Regions from separate parts of the Mus musculus genome. Here region 2 is linked to region 1. Evidence: chromatin contacts called from public HiChIP or PLAC-seq data. All regions are on one chromosome and are shown on one strand. The core of a region is the stretch at or near the end of the contact, and the rest is flanking DNA. Distances in the headings are between cores, read along the strand shown. Region 1 overlaps Sv2b (synaptic vesicle glycoprotein 2 b). Region 2 overlaps Akap13 (A kinase (PRKA) anchor protein 13).

The links. HiChIP or PLAC-seq counts read pairs in DNA pulled down with a chosen protein or histone mark.
Region 2: an H3K27ac HiChIP or PLAC-seq map of bone marrow-derived dendritic cells shows a contact between it and region 1, with 5 times the contacts expected there. The contact joins two enhancer-like sites. A contact is called at or near these places in 3 of 484 Hi-C or Micro-C datasets (bone marrow-derived macrophages, pre-B cells and regulatory T cells) and 1 of 115 datasets of contacts at active chromatin or transcription factors (bone marrow-derived dendritic cells).

What each region holds. Positions count from the first base shown.
Region 1 is chr7:75,136,425-75,142,691 of GRCm38.p6, reverse strand. Sv2b (synaptic vesicle glycoprotein 2 b) reads left to right here. Exons shown (of 13, transcript NM_153579.4): 7 at 1,603-1,713; 8 at 2,528-2,616; 9 at 6,230-6,267. Among named protein-coding and RNA genes, the nearest start is that of 4930533N22Rik, 110 kb to the right of the region's middle. Within about 2 kb of position 3,256, at least 10 of the 459 cell types and tissues checked have an H3K27ac peak or open chromatin away from gene starts, as enhancers often do. A contact at or near this core is called in bone marrow-derived dendritic cells, where this site is marked.
Region 2 is chr7:75,497,506-75,503,772 of GRCm38.p6, reverse strand. The region is part of intron 1 of Akap13 (A kinase (PRKA) anchor protein 13); the gene reads right to left. Among named protein-coding and RNA genes, the nearest start is that of Akap13, 45 kb to the right of the region's middle. Within about 2 kb of position 2,767, at least 24 of the 459 cell types and tissues checked have an H3K27ac peak or open chromatin away from gene starts, as enhancers often do. A contact at or near this core is called in bone marrow-derived dendritic cells, where this site is marked.

The sequences.
Region 1 (6,267 bases), core at 2,007-4,506:
GATAAGGTGGAAAGAAAGGGAAGGGAAGGGAAGGAAGTAAAAACACCAGGATGGAGGAACTGAAAGTTGACCGACCTCAGAGAGCTGGGCTGACATCGGAGGTCAGCAGGGGCTTGCATACTCTACTCAGTCCACCTGGGCAGAGCCACAAGCTGGTTCTTGTGTGTCCCCTTAAGTAAAGCACTCCTAAATGTGCTTGCTCAGCCATAGAGGTCAGCCCTGAAGCTGTTCATCCCAGTGCTCACCTCTAGCTTGACTCAGGAGCTGCAGGCTTTTGAAGCTCTGAAATGCTCCTCCCACGCGCCTGGACAGCCACAGCTACAAGCTTTCCCTGCAGAGAAACCCTGGAGGGTCTGGGACTTGGAGCATTCTACAAGAACTTCGGCAGGGTAAACAGGAACACGGGCCATATGCTCTTCTCCGTGGCACCCAAGAAAGTGTTCTAATTAATTGTAAATTCGAGCAGTTGTGCTGGAAATCAACACGCCCACTCCCCAAAGCCCAGGAACAGAGCGTTATTTCCCCCAAGGAGCAAAGCAAAGAAAGTTTACACCACAGCGGCTGCTTTGGTGATTTGGAGCGTGCTTTATAAGGGGCTTTCAAATCTGCCATCATCCTTTCCATTTGGCCTCCGGTGGCAGTAGCTGACGCCCAGAGGAAAGACTATTTTCACAGACTGCGCAGCTGCAGCTGCAGCTGCAGCTGGCAGCAGGATCGGATTACAGATGTGACTGTCAGGCACCTGGCCATCCTGAAGATTATCTAGCCCCATCCGGGTTTCTCCTTGGCATCTTCACATTCACAGTTTATTGGCTGAAAGAAAGACATGGAGAACTTGGCTCTATTTTATCCTAATTCAAACACTTCGTTAGATGAACAATAGAATAGAACAATGCTCTTCTTCTGGTCCTGTGAATTTGGGGAGAGTGTCTGCTTTGTGGACCTGGCTAACTCAACTAGAGGAATTTGCACTCCTACAATTCAATGATTAGTTTAAAAACCACATTGACGTGAAAGTTGCTGTTATAGTGAGTGAGGGTTATTTACATTAGACTTTCCAGGCTTTTATAGTTTGAGAACACAGACCTATTTCACTTTATCTGTCGTCAGAACTCTCATTTATAGCAAGAAAATTGGGATGTCCAGGAAGCCATGTTTTCTCTCATTCTGTTGTGTTTTTAAAACATCTCAAGTAGCAATGTCCCTCCTCCGAGTTGTGGCTTTCCTGTATTCCAAACTGTCCTGATGTTCATACTCACTAGCTAATAGAAGTGTGGATTTTAATGCAGTAGCAGCTTTTGTCAGTCAACATATTATAAACCTGGTAACACATATTTCTCAATGGCTTGATTTCCTGAAAAGACTATAGTTCAAAATGAACTATAGTTCATTTTGCTTGCAGTCAGACATATCCACATGGGAAAGTTCACCGAGAGATGCCATGCAAATCTTCATTTAAAAAAAATCATAAAAATCAGAGGACTGTTAAACACTTTTAAAATTCTAGATAATTCAATAGAGCCAAATACATTAAACATTTAGAAGAAAAAAAAGTTGAAGATAAATAGTGCTGAGATAATCACATCCGTCCTTGTTTTCCAGGTTTCCCACATCAAAACTCCCAAGCAAATGGATGAATTCATTGAGATACAGAGCTCAACCGGAACTTGGTACCAGCGCTGGCTGGTCAGGTTCATGACCATTTTCAAACAGGTATGATCTGTGAGCACACTTTTGCAGCAAAGGCTGTTTCCACAGGAGTCTATTATTTCAGTGGGTGAAGAATAAAGACCACACAGCATCCTTAAACTAATGTGGCATGATGGAGAGGGAGCAACCCCCAGGAAGGTGTCTGCTCTAGGCAAGGCCCCCTCCAAGCTTGCCCTGTATCTAGAGACGAGAGTGTTTTAAACCATAGTGTCTTCTCCTGCTGCTCTTTCTTAGCACCAGGGGTTTGATAGTCTAAGTAAGCACCCTTCTCTCCACACCTTTCTCTTCAGCAACTTCTCTTTAAGTAATTCATAGCAAGGAAGATAGGATAAATATAAATGACTCCAGGGTTTTAAGTGACTTTGGGAAGGAACACACTGATTCCATTTCTGCAGGAGTGTTTCAAGCTGGCTGTTGAGCACTGAGGTACCCAGCTAGCTTCTCCTGAGACTTGAAGGGTTCATGCTTTGTGGTCAATAAATTTTCGAAGTGTTGCCCTGAATGCAGGGTAGGGAGTGCAGAACTGACTACTGTAGGTTACTGAATGCCTCGGAATTCCAACTTGGTGTGCTTTTGGTCACATTTACCAAAGTACCCTGTCCCTAGGGAAATGCTACGTGGGTGTTGATGTGCAAAGGTGGCCAGAAGGAAGGGATGAACATTCCTTGTTATAAAGACAGGGCTCCTTCCTCTGGAGGAGGATGGGCCACCCCCTTCTTCTGTGATGTCCTAGACAACTTATTAAAACATCTGAGAAATGTGTTCTCTCTGTCACCTGTCCCTCCTGTTAACTCTTTTTCACTGGTGTATATCTTAGGTCTGGGATAACGCCTTGTACTGTGTGATGGGGCCCTACAGAATGAACACCCTGATTCTGGCTGTGGTCTGGTTCACCATGGCCTTAAGGTGAGTTCTATCTCACACTGGTCCCTGGTTTATAATTTGGTCTGGTGCACAGTTTGTCTCAGAGTGGATGCTTTGGGCCACAGTAACAAGCAACTCAATCTAGTCATGTCTCAGAACAGAAACCTCCTCTCCCAACCAGAGTCCCTTAGAGCAGCCGGGAGGGAGGAGTTCTAGCCTCAGGCTAGTCTTATTGCTGCGCTTGCAGAATGCCTACAGGCTTCCTGTGGACAAAACCTTTGCCTTCTTCGTCTACTCTGAGGCATAGCAGACAAATAGAAAATAAGCATGCTGATGGTGTACAACGTAGTCTTCAAGTATACATAAGTTTTGTGGAATAATCATAATGGTGCCGTTCATCACCCCCCCCCCCTCCTCTTCTAACATCAAAGATCTCCTGTGTAGGAGAGTTCAGGTAAGCGCTGACCGTGAACTTGCTGATTGTGAACTGCTTTCTACCATTAGTTGTAATTGTTAATTACTGAGCTTCTGGCTTTTTCTTTTTAAACCAATGGGACCTTTCTCAGAAGCTCTGGAGCCAATATTGCCTTTTGTTCCAGCAGCCAGATGGCAGTCTTCTTTCCTGTTACTGGCTAAGGAAGTGAGATTGGCCTGTGGGTTTTGACTCATTTGGATTTAGCCTGAAGCTGAACATGCCTGTACTTTCCTGAAGGTTGAGGTGTGGATAAAGTTTCAGCTTTTATCATACTTTGTCCAGCAATAAGGAAACAAAACAAAACAAAAAAAGAAAAAACAAGGAGCTAGATCTGGTTCTGCCGGTAAACCTCAGGCGGGCACCCCAGGCTCTTCTTAGCTTCACCTTGCTTCCTGGCTGTGTTATGCAGGATGTGTAAAGCTTTCAGAGGCAGCTCAAAGAGCATCTGGAGTGATCAATTAGGAAGACTGTAAACTTAGATCTGTGAAAGTGCCTTGTTCTATAGCCCATGGGGAGGGAACCTCAGAAGTCAGCTCAGGACACCCTAAAACCAAGTTCCCAGCACAAAGGGGATTTATTGGTCCCAGAGAGACAGAGGGCAGGGACAAGGGAGGAGGTAAAAGAAGAGGGAGAGGGGGAGGGGATCAAGGGGAGGGAAGGTGTGAGGGAGAGGAGGGAAGGGGTATTTGTTCAGTTGGGGTGGACAGGACAAAGGACTGTCTCTGGATAGAGAGAGGACAGAAGTAGCCCATAGGTAAGTGGCAATTTATAACGGTAAAGAGGGAAAACCCATGTTAGGATGAGGTGTCTGATTTAATTGGGCATGTTCATTACATGAGCCAAAGGGGGCTTTTAATTGCTGGATTTGGTAGCTGGACCTTGGTAGTCAACCTCAGAAGGAGGAAGAGGCTAAATAAAGGATTAGACCTTGAGGGCTAGCTGTAGGAATGTAATCTAACAGTTTTTAGAAAGGCCAAGGGAATGGGGAGAGGGCTTGGCCTGCCAGAGACTTGTTTGCCAGGCTTGAGCTAGCCATGGTCCCTTCACTATGACCCCAAACAACTCCTTCACCCCTGAAAACCAATGAAGCTCTAGTGATCTCTGTGATAGGTGCATGAATATAGGTAAATCAATGTGATCCTGGGTGCAAGGGATGAGAATTAGCTCTTCCAGACCCAAACAGGCTGATTATAGAGGAAGCCTATAGAGGGATTATTCAATTCCAACACTTTGGAAGTCAAAGACACTGAGCACTAATATTCAAATCATCAAATGCTTAAAAAGTGAGCTTTATTTATATTTCTTTATGTTGAGTTTAATTTCGTTTAATAGGTAATATATTCCAAATGTAAGAACACCAGGGAAATCTTACCTCTGCTCCCTCCTGTCTTCCACCCATTCCCTTCTGCCTCCAGCATGCATCTTTTAGTTCCTGTTTTTTCCTGTTCTCTGTCTCTGTCTCTCTGTCTCTCTCTGTCTCTATTTCTCTCTCACACACAAAAATGTAAGCAAGTATATATTTGTATATTTATATATTTGTGTATATATATATATATATACATATATATATAGTTTCCCAAAGTCTGTGTATATATGCAGGTATTTCCCAAGATTTGTAAATATGTGTAGCTGTTCCTCAAGGTCCCCATAGCCTATGCAGATGCTTTGTTCTTCTTTTCTTATTCAAGGAAAAACACTTTGCATTTGCTTATTGTAGTCAATGATATGTACCCAGTATCTATCCACGCTAATCAACTAAGGTTTGGGTTTCCCTCCCTCCCTCGAGCCCCCCCCCCCCGCCCCGTTTTGAGATAGAGCTCACGTAGCCCAGGATGGCTAGAATTTCACTATGTAGCTGAGGCTTTCCTTGAATCCTTGATCCTCCTGTCTCCTCCTGCTAAATCTGGGATTATCAGCATGTCCTACCATCTGTGGGCCTTCCTCTTTGAAGAGGAATAATATGTCTGAGTAGTACCCCACACTACCTCCTCCATCACTCGTCATTAGCCAAGGCTCCCTTGTAAGACTTCTGGGAGTTTCCAGATCTTTGCTATTGTGAACAGTGCCACGACGTCGAGACCGTGGGGTATGCAATTGCACTGGGAAATAAAGGACCCACAGCTTTTAGTGCTGAGATTCCCGAAATAATCTGTGGCCTGGGTTCACTGGGGCTGCTTTGTCAGTGAACTAGATTCCCGGAAGTGGCATTCAAGGGTCAAAAGAGATAAGCCACCAGAAATATTTTTAGGCAGCAATAAGCTCTTCTCCACACATGCTTTCCCTGCTATCAATAGAACAGAGCATCTTTGCTCTCAGTCAGATAAATGTTGCTTTGATGTAACATCTGAGGGTTTGGGGTATAATTTATATCACTCAAAAGGAGAGCTTTAAAAAATAATTTATATATCTCTATGTTTGTTTCATGTGTATATGTGGTATGTATATATATGTACCCCCCCCACACACACACACTCTCTCTCTTTCTTTGTGTGTTTGTGTGCACATGGGCAGATGTGCATGGAAGCCAGACATTGAAAGTTAGGTATCTTCCCAGATTGTTTCCACATTATTTACTGAGGCAGGGTGTCACTGAACCTGGATCTTGTTGATTTTGTCTAGTCTGGCTAGCCAGCTTGTCCTGGGGATTCCCTGTGCTTACCTCTCCAGGCCATCTTGTCTACCTATGATTTATGCTGGAGCTGGGGATCTGAAAATCACCCTCAACCTTGCACAGTGAGCACTTTATCCACTGACCTCTTTGCTCAGCCCCCTTCCTCTTTTCTGTCTTTCATCTACTCGGGTTGTCTAAGTGCTGCCGAGTCAGCAGTGCGGAGCATGCGGTCCTCACCCAGTGAGAATATCTTTACCGTGTCTCCTTTTACTACAGTTCTGGCTTTTGAGTTAAGATCTGTTTTCTATAGGTTAGAAAAGGGCCCACCAGTCCCTAATCTACTGGTAGGCTTTGTTGTTGTGAGCTTTTAATCAAGTGCATATCAGAATATCATTTTCTTCCGTCTTTTAGGTGTGCTAATGTGACGAATTTTGTTTTCCATTTGCTAATAATGAACCAGATTACTACATTAATTGTGGTCTACAGTAAGTCATGGATGCAGATTCCACTGCTGAAAGAATGAGCCAGTCCGGGGGGGCCTTTTAGATTCTCCTCCTTCTCTCTTGCAGTTACTACGGCCTGACGGTGTGGTTCCCCGACATGATCC
Region 2 (6,267 bases), core at 1,518-4,017, 360 kb before region 1:
CCAACCAAAAAGACAGAAAAACCTTTCACAGGTAGAGTGAACTCAGCAGAGAGATAAAATGAGTCACTCAGGCAAAAGGTTATTAAGCATTAGGACAAAAACGATAGCTAAGCAGCACATTTATTCTTCTGAGGATGATGAAAATGTCCTAAAATGGGTCATGATGATGGCTGCTCAACTGTGTACATTAGAAAGCTATGGGATTGTAAAACAGTACTCTTTAAGGATTAGCTATCATACATGCCATTACACATATGGCCATGCGTGAGGGCTATTCTTGGTGGTCAACTTGATTACATTTGTAAGTTACTAAAACCCAAATGGCTGGGCACACCTGTGAAGTTCTTTTTCTTAATTAAATCATCTGAAGTAAGAAGACCCACTCTGTATCTGTTTGAGGTGGGAAAGATCCACCTTTAGTCTGGGCTACACTGGCTGGCTGGCAGCCTATATAAAGCTCCTGGACGAAGGCAGCTTGCTCTCTCTGCCTACTTACCTGTACCTCACCAGCAAGTCCATTCCTTCACTGGGATCTCAGTGTACCTGAGACATCCAGCTTCATGGACTGAGCAACTGCTGGATTCTTGGAGCTTCTGTTGGTAGACAGTCATTGATAGACTAGCTGAAGCCTGTGAGTTAGTCTAATAAATCTCCTTTATATCCAACCTATCAGTTCTGTTCCTCTAGAGAACCTTAACAAATATAATTCTACCTTAAAGGTGTGTTTTAAAGCTTCGCTGTTCTTAATTTTAATTATTAGTTGGGGCACATGCCCTCAGTGCTTAGAAGCATTGGATCCCCAGGGAGCTGGACTTACAGCCAACGAGCATGGACTCAGACTCCCCAGCCCCAACATAAAACCCAAGAATGGCAGTGTAACCTGTAACTCAGTACTAGGGAGGGATCCAGGGATCTTGGTGGTCAAAATCTAGCTAAACTAGTGAGCTTCAGATTCTGTCCCCCAAATCATAAGGTGGGGGCTGGAGAAAGGGCTCACTGGTTAAGAGTTCTTGCTGCTCTCCCAGAGAACCTGAGTTCTGTTCACAGAACCCACCTAACATTGGGTGGTTCCAGCTCCCAGGAGATCTGTCCAGGAGATCTGACATCTCTGACCTCTAGAGGCACCTTCATTCTCATTTATACTTACTCACACATATAAATATGATTAACATTAAAATAAATCTTTTTTAAAAATAGATTAAAGTGAAAAATGTCAGATAACATTTAACATTGACCTTTAGCCTCCACAGGGGCAAGAACTGGCACTCCGGTGTGCACACACACCCACACCCTCAAACACACACCCTCATAACACATATACACAAAGAACTAATGAAAATATAAAAAATAAAAGCCAAGAAAAGCCTGGCATAGTGGTATACAACTATAATCCTAGTACTCATGAGGTAGGAGGGCAAAAGTTTATGGCAATACAAGGACACTCTGTCTCAAACAAACAAACAAACAAACAGTATGTAAGTAAGTAAATCAATCGATCAAGCAAGCAAGTAAGCAGCTGGGCCTGGTGGTGCAGGCGTCTTTAATCTCAGCACTAAGGAGACAGAGACAGGCAGATCTCTGAATTCAAGTATGCCTGATCTACATAGTGAATTCCAAGAACAGCCAAGCCCATGTATAAAGACTGCCTCTAATTTTAATAGGTATAGTAATAATAACAATTTTTAAAGCCAGCAGTAGTGGCATACATCTTCAATACCATCAATTGGGAGGCAGAGCCATTTGGATCTCTGTGAGTTCAAGGCCAGCCTGTTCGACATAATGAGTTCCAGGATCATCAGGGCTACACAGTGAGACCCTGTCTCAAAATTAAATAAATCATTACGTCAATAAAAAATGGCAAATAAAAAGGTTCTGTTATTTTCTAATTATATCACCTTTAAAAAACATAAGATATAGTCAGGCTTGGTGGTGCATGCTATAATCCAAGCACTTGAGAGGCAATGGAAGGACAGTCATGAGTTCAAGGCCAGTTTAGGCTACACTAAGGAATCCTATTTCAAGAATAAAATAGAAAGAAAACGGAGTGAGGATGGGTAAACACATGACGACAACAATGATGATAACGATGATGACAAACTTGTGAAATAGCACATCAAAACTCAAGGAAATCATGGAACTTTATGGTTCAAGTCTTCTCATGCATTTGTTTGACACTGCCTTTGTTCTATTAAAAGGGGGGTAGGAGAGCACCTCATTTCCCTGGATTGTATTTCAGGGTACAACAACTGTCTTGGTCTATAAAAGAGTATTCTTTGAAGGCCAGTCTTCAGAATTATCAGGCTACACAATTCCCTGTTCTGCCTCTCAGTCTCTGATTTACAAGTATGGCTGCTCTATCCAGCCAGCTTCACTCTGTGATAGCACATGGTTGTATCTACGGAGCCTACAATGACCTGGGTAGAGAGGCTCAATGAAGGCCTAGATCAGGTCTCTGTGCATGTCTCTGGGGGAAACATTCTTGATTATTACTTGATACAGGAAGACACAGGCCACCGTGGGTAGCACAATTCCTTGGTTAGGGCCCTGGACTGTGTAAGAATAGAGAAATCAGGTTGAGCACTAGACATGTGTGCATTCATTTGCTCTCTGATCTTGGCTGTAGATGTAACAAGACCTGAGACTTCGGGTTCCCGTCATGCTGACTTCCTCTGAATAATAGAGTGAAACTGGGAATTATAGGCTGAGTAACACTCACCCCCACCAAGTTGGGTTTTTTCAGGTATTTTTGTCACCACACCAGAATTATATAACAGAAACTGATACGAGGAAGTAGGGTCAGTCCTGTGACAACCCTGACCATGTGGCTCTTTGGACTATTATGTGAAAGAGCTTGGAACTTAGAGTTGAAAAAGTCATTGGGTGCTGTGGTCATCGTTTACTGGGCTGTTCCTGTGAGAACATGGAAAATAAAAACACATAGAGAAATGCAGACAGTAGAAGCCTGGTTCATTAGGAATGAGAACAGTGCCAAAAGCTGCAATCAGAGCTATTCATTCATTCATTCATTCAATATTTTGGCAAAGTATCTGTGTATGCTGATCATGCTTGGGCTGAAGAAGCAGCTGGGACTGTCAAAGAACTTAGCCCGGGCTGTTTACCTAACCACACTGTCCAGGTCTTCAGGCTGCCCCACTGGACCATAGCTTCCCTGCTGTTCTCCCTGTCTCCAAATACATCTAACCCTTTACCTTATCACAGGTTCAAACCCACAATTTAAGTATGAGCAGCAAGCAATTCCTCATCAAATCCTTCCAAGGACCCAGTGTTTTCTGCTTACCAAGTCTACTTCACATGACTGCCTGGATCTTAGGTTCCTGCTGCCACTATAAGCCCCAGTATCAGGACATTCACCAAGTGAGACAAAAAGAGGAGGAGCTTTCAAGCACTATGTCACCACAGTAAGACAAACATGAGTGGCTGCTGGCTCTCTCCATCCCTGTTGGTATCTCCTCCTCTTCCAGGTCAATTTCTAAATAACCGTATAACAAAGGCTAATCGACAGCACTGGAAGTCCGGGGGGAATGTGATTAAATGTACACTCATCAAGAGCACAATACCACATAAACCACTTCCGTAATATGACAGTCAGGTAAGAAAAAATAAAATTAAGCCAAATTTCAGGAAATGGACTATTTTAAATAACCAAATTTCCTTGTTAAGCTACCTGGGAATCAATGATTATTAAACATGTCAAGCTATATTAGTTTACTTTTTCAAAGTTTCTAAAATTAGAATGTATCAGGCAGTTTCCTCAGTGCTGGTTCTCAAGAGTGCCACCACAGCCTTGAGTTCACTGCGTACAGTGAAGAGCAGAGATGAAGGCTGTTTTCCTGGATACTGTCATGGCTTCAAATACACCTCCCACAAACTGTGGTAAGTCAGTATTCATTAAAGTAACCCAGCATCTCTTGAGATTTTAGATAACCCTAATGAGGTTCATTCCAAAGAACTGGCTTTGCTCAGATAACCTCCCCTTGCTTATCACGGATCAGAGGTGGGGGCTTTCTGTCTGAGTAAGCCCATGTAGGATGGTGGTGGGGGAAGAAGGGGACACATTCTGAGAAAACAGGCATTAAATGGAGAGACAACACATGACCCATGAAATGACTTTTAATTTCCTCAGCTGTAAAGGAGAGGGAAATCAGCTGTGAGGATGAAGAGAACTTCCTTCCACGGTAAGTTGAGTACCTGAGGGCAAAGGGACTGAAAAGACATAGTCCAGGAAGTAAACCATCCAAAAAGTAAAGTAGAAGCCCGAAGAGGGCAGCACCACTTCCGGAGCGGAGTGGAAGCCTGGCGCCAACCTCACTAACGTCTAACTCAACTGTTATATAATCCCATTCTTAAAACTGTTTGTAGTTCCCCTTACACATTCTAAAGACCTTGTATTTTATATGCTGACATTTCACCAAACCCGCAAATGTTTTCTTCATAACCTTTCTCTATCCATGAAAAAGAAAAACAATACAAAGTAGTGAGTTTACCCTTGTGAGGTTCTCTCTGCAAACCAAAAAATTCATCACATTTTAGTTTATGTTTTCATTTTTGCATTTCATAAGCTACCTTTGCCAAATGTGGCAAAGCCAGTGCTGAACGGTTTTTAATTGTTCGCTTGTTTTTTGTTTTGTTCTGTTTCTGTCTGTATAGGCCTGTTGTCCCAGTGAAGCCCTCCTTTGTAGAGCAGGTCCTAATGTTCAGTCTAAGAATGCCTGCCTGGAATAAATACAATTCCTTTAACAAGTAACTACTTTAAGTGGAAAGACCTAATCACCATACAAAACAGCTTAGCGATTAACAGAGTGGGTTAATATTAAGAACTCTGCAACTGTCCAGAGTCCAAACATACCCTCTTCCTTTGTGCTCACAGCCTCGAGCCTTAGCCTGATTCACCGAAGGATTTCTACCAGCAAATGTCAACTGAGGGGAAGCCCTGAATTCCTACACAAACACAGCCACCTTCTGTTTTCCAGATGGATACTATGACAACAAAGTAAACAAACATATAATAAGCTGTGCTATTTGATAAGCTGAGGGGTCAATGGCAAGTTCTGGCTGTGGAGCAGGCCCTGGCACTCATAAATACAGGCTCGGTGGAGGGAAACGAAGCTACAGAATCATAACTATCTCCAGCTACCTATCCTGAGTGTCTCCTCTGTCTCCTTCCTAACAGTTTGGATATCTGAGGTTCAGGAATACTAAGACAGCAGTTAAGTATTTGTCTCTACACCATGTTCTCTGACACAGCATCAGAACTTTATTTCTGGTTCCAACATCAACAATGATGAATTTATGTCCTAGTGTGTCAACACTAGGAAAGGATCTTTGTTAAATGGGCAGGACTCGTAAATCCGAAATTAATGCTTAATAAATCAAGAATACTGATGAAATCAACCCAACTCAAAACAATGTTCCTTATTAAACTAGTGGGAGGAACGGATCTCCCAAGGAAAGGGAAACAATATATAAGTAGATGAAACAGGAGGAGACTGGGACAGGAGGATTAAATGTTAAATGAGGAGGAGAAGGGAAGAGGGTAAGGAAGTACGGGGAGAAATTGCTAACACTAAGAGCCATGTGAGGGGTCTTACAGAAACCTACTACAGTAGAAGCTCCTTAAAATAGAAACATCTATGAAGGAAATCCCAATGCAATCCTCAAATTATGAGGAAGACAGAGCCCCAACCAGGTAGCTCTCACACCAAGTGGAACCTCCAGTGACAGGAATGGGTTACATCACATTGAGATATTGGGGTAAAGAGGTCCATGGAATATCCCAAACCATTCAGGCTATTGCCAAGGCTACTAGTTGCTCTCCACAAACTGATGGTAAGGCCCTATTGCTGTAGAGAACACCTAAGTATCTAACTGAGCACAGAGAAGACAGTCTGGAGCCTAACTAAAGCCTTCACTCTCACTAACTGGTATTTATGGTACAGGAGGTACTCGGTATGCTACCACAGGAGAGAGGCAAACACCAAACCCTCTGATCTACGGTGCTGTCCTGTCTGCATGGTACACTGGTGCAACACTGACACAAAAATTCTAACAGTAATCAACTACTATCTGATTTGATTTAAGATGCCCTCCATGAAATGGAACCACTGCTTGGCTCCAGGGGCCAAGAATCTGAGACTAGATGGGCCATAGACTTCAAGGAAAGCCAAATACTATCTGTTAAGGAATGACTCCTAACAACATTCTGCTATAACCACTCAGCCATCCTCAGAGATGCTTTCTTCTGTAGTG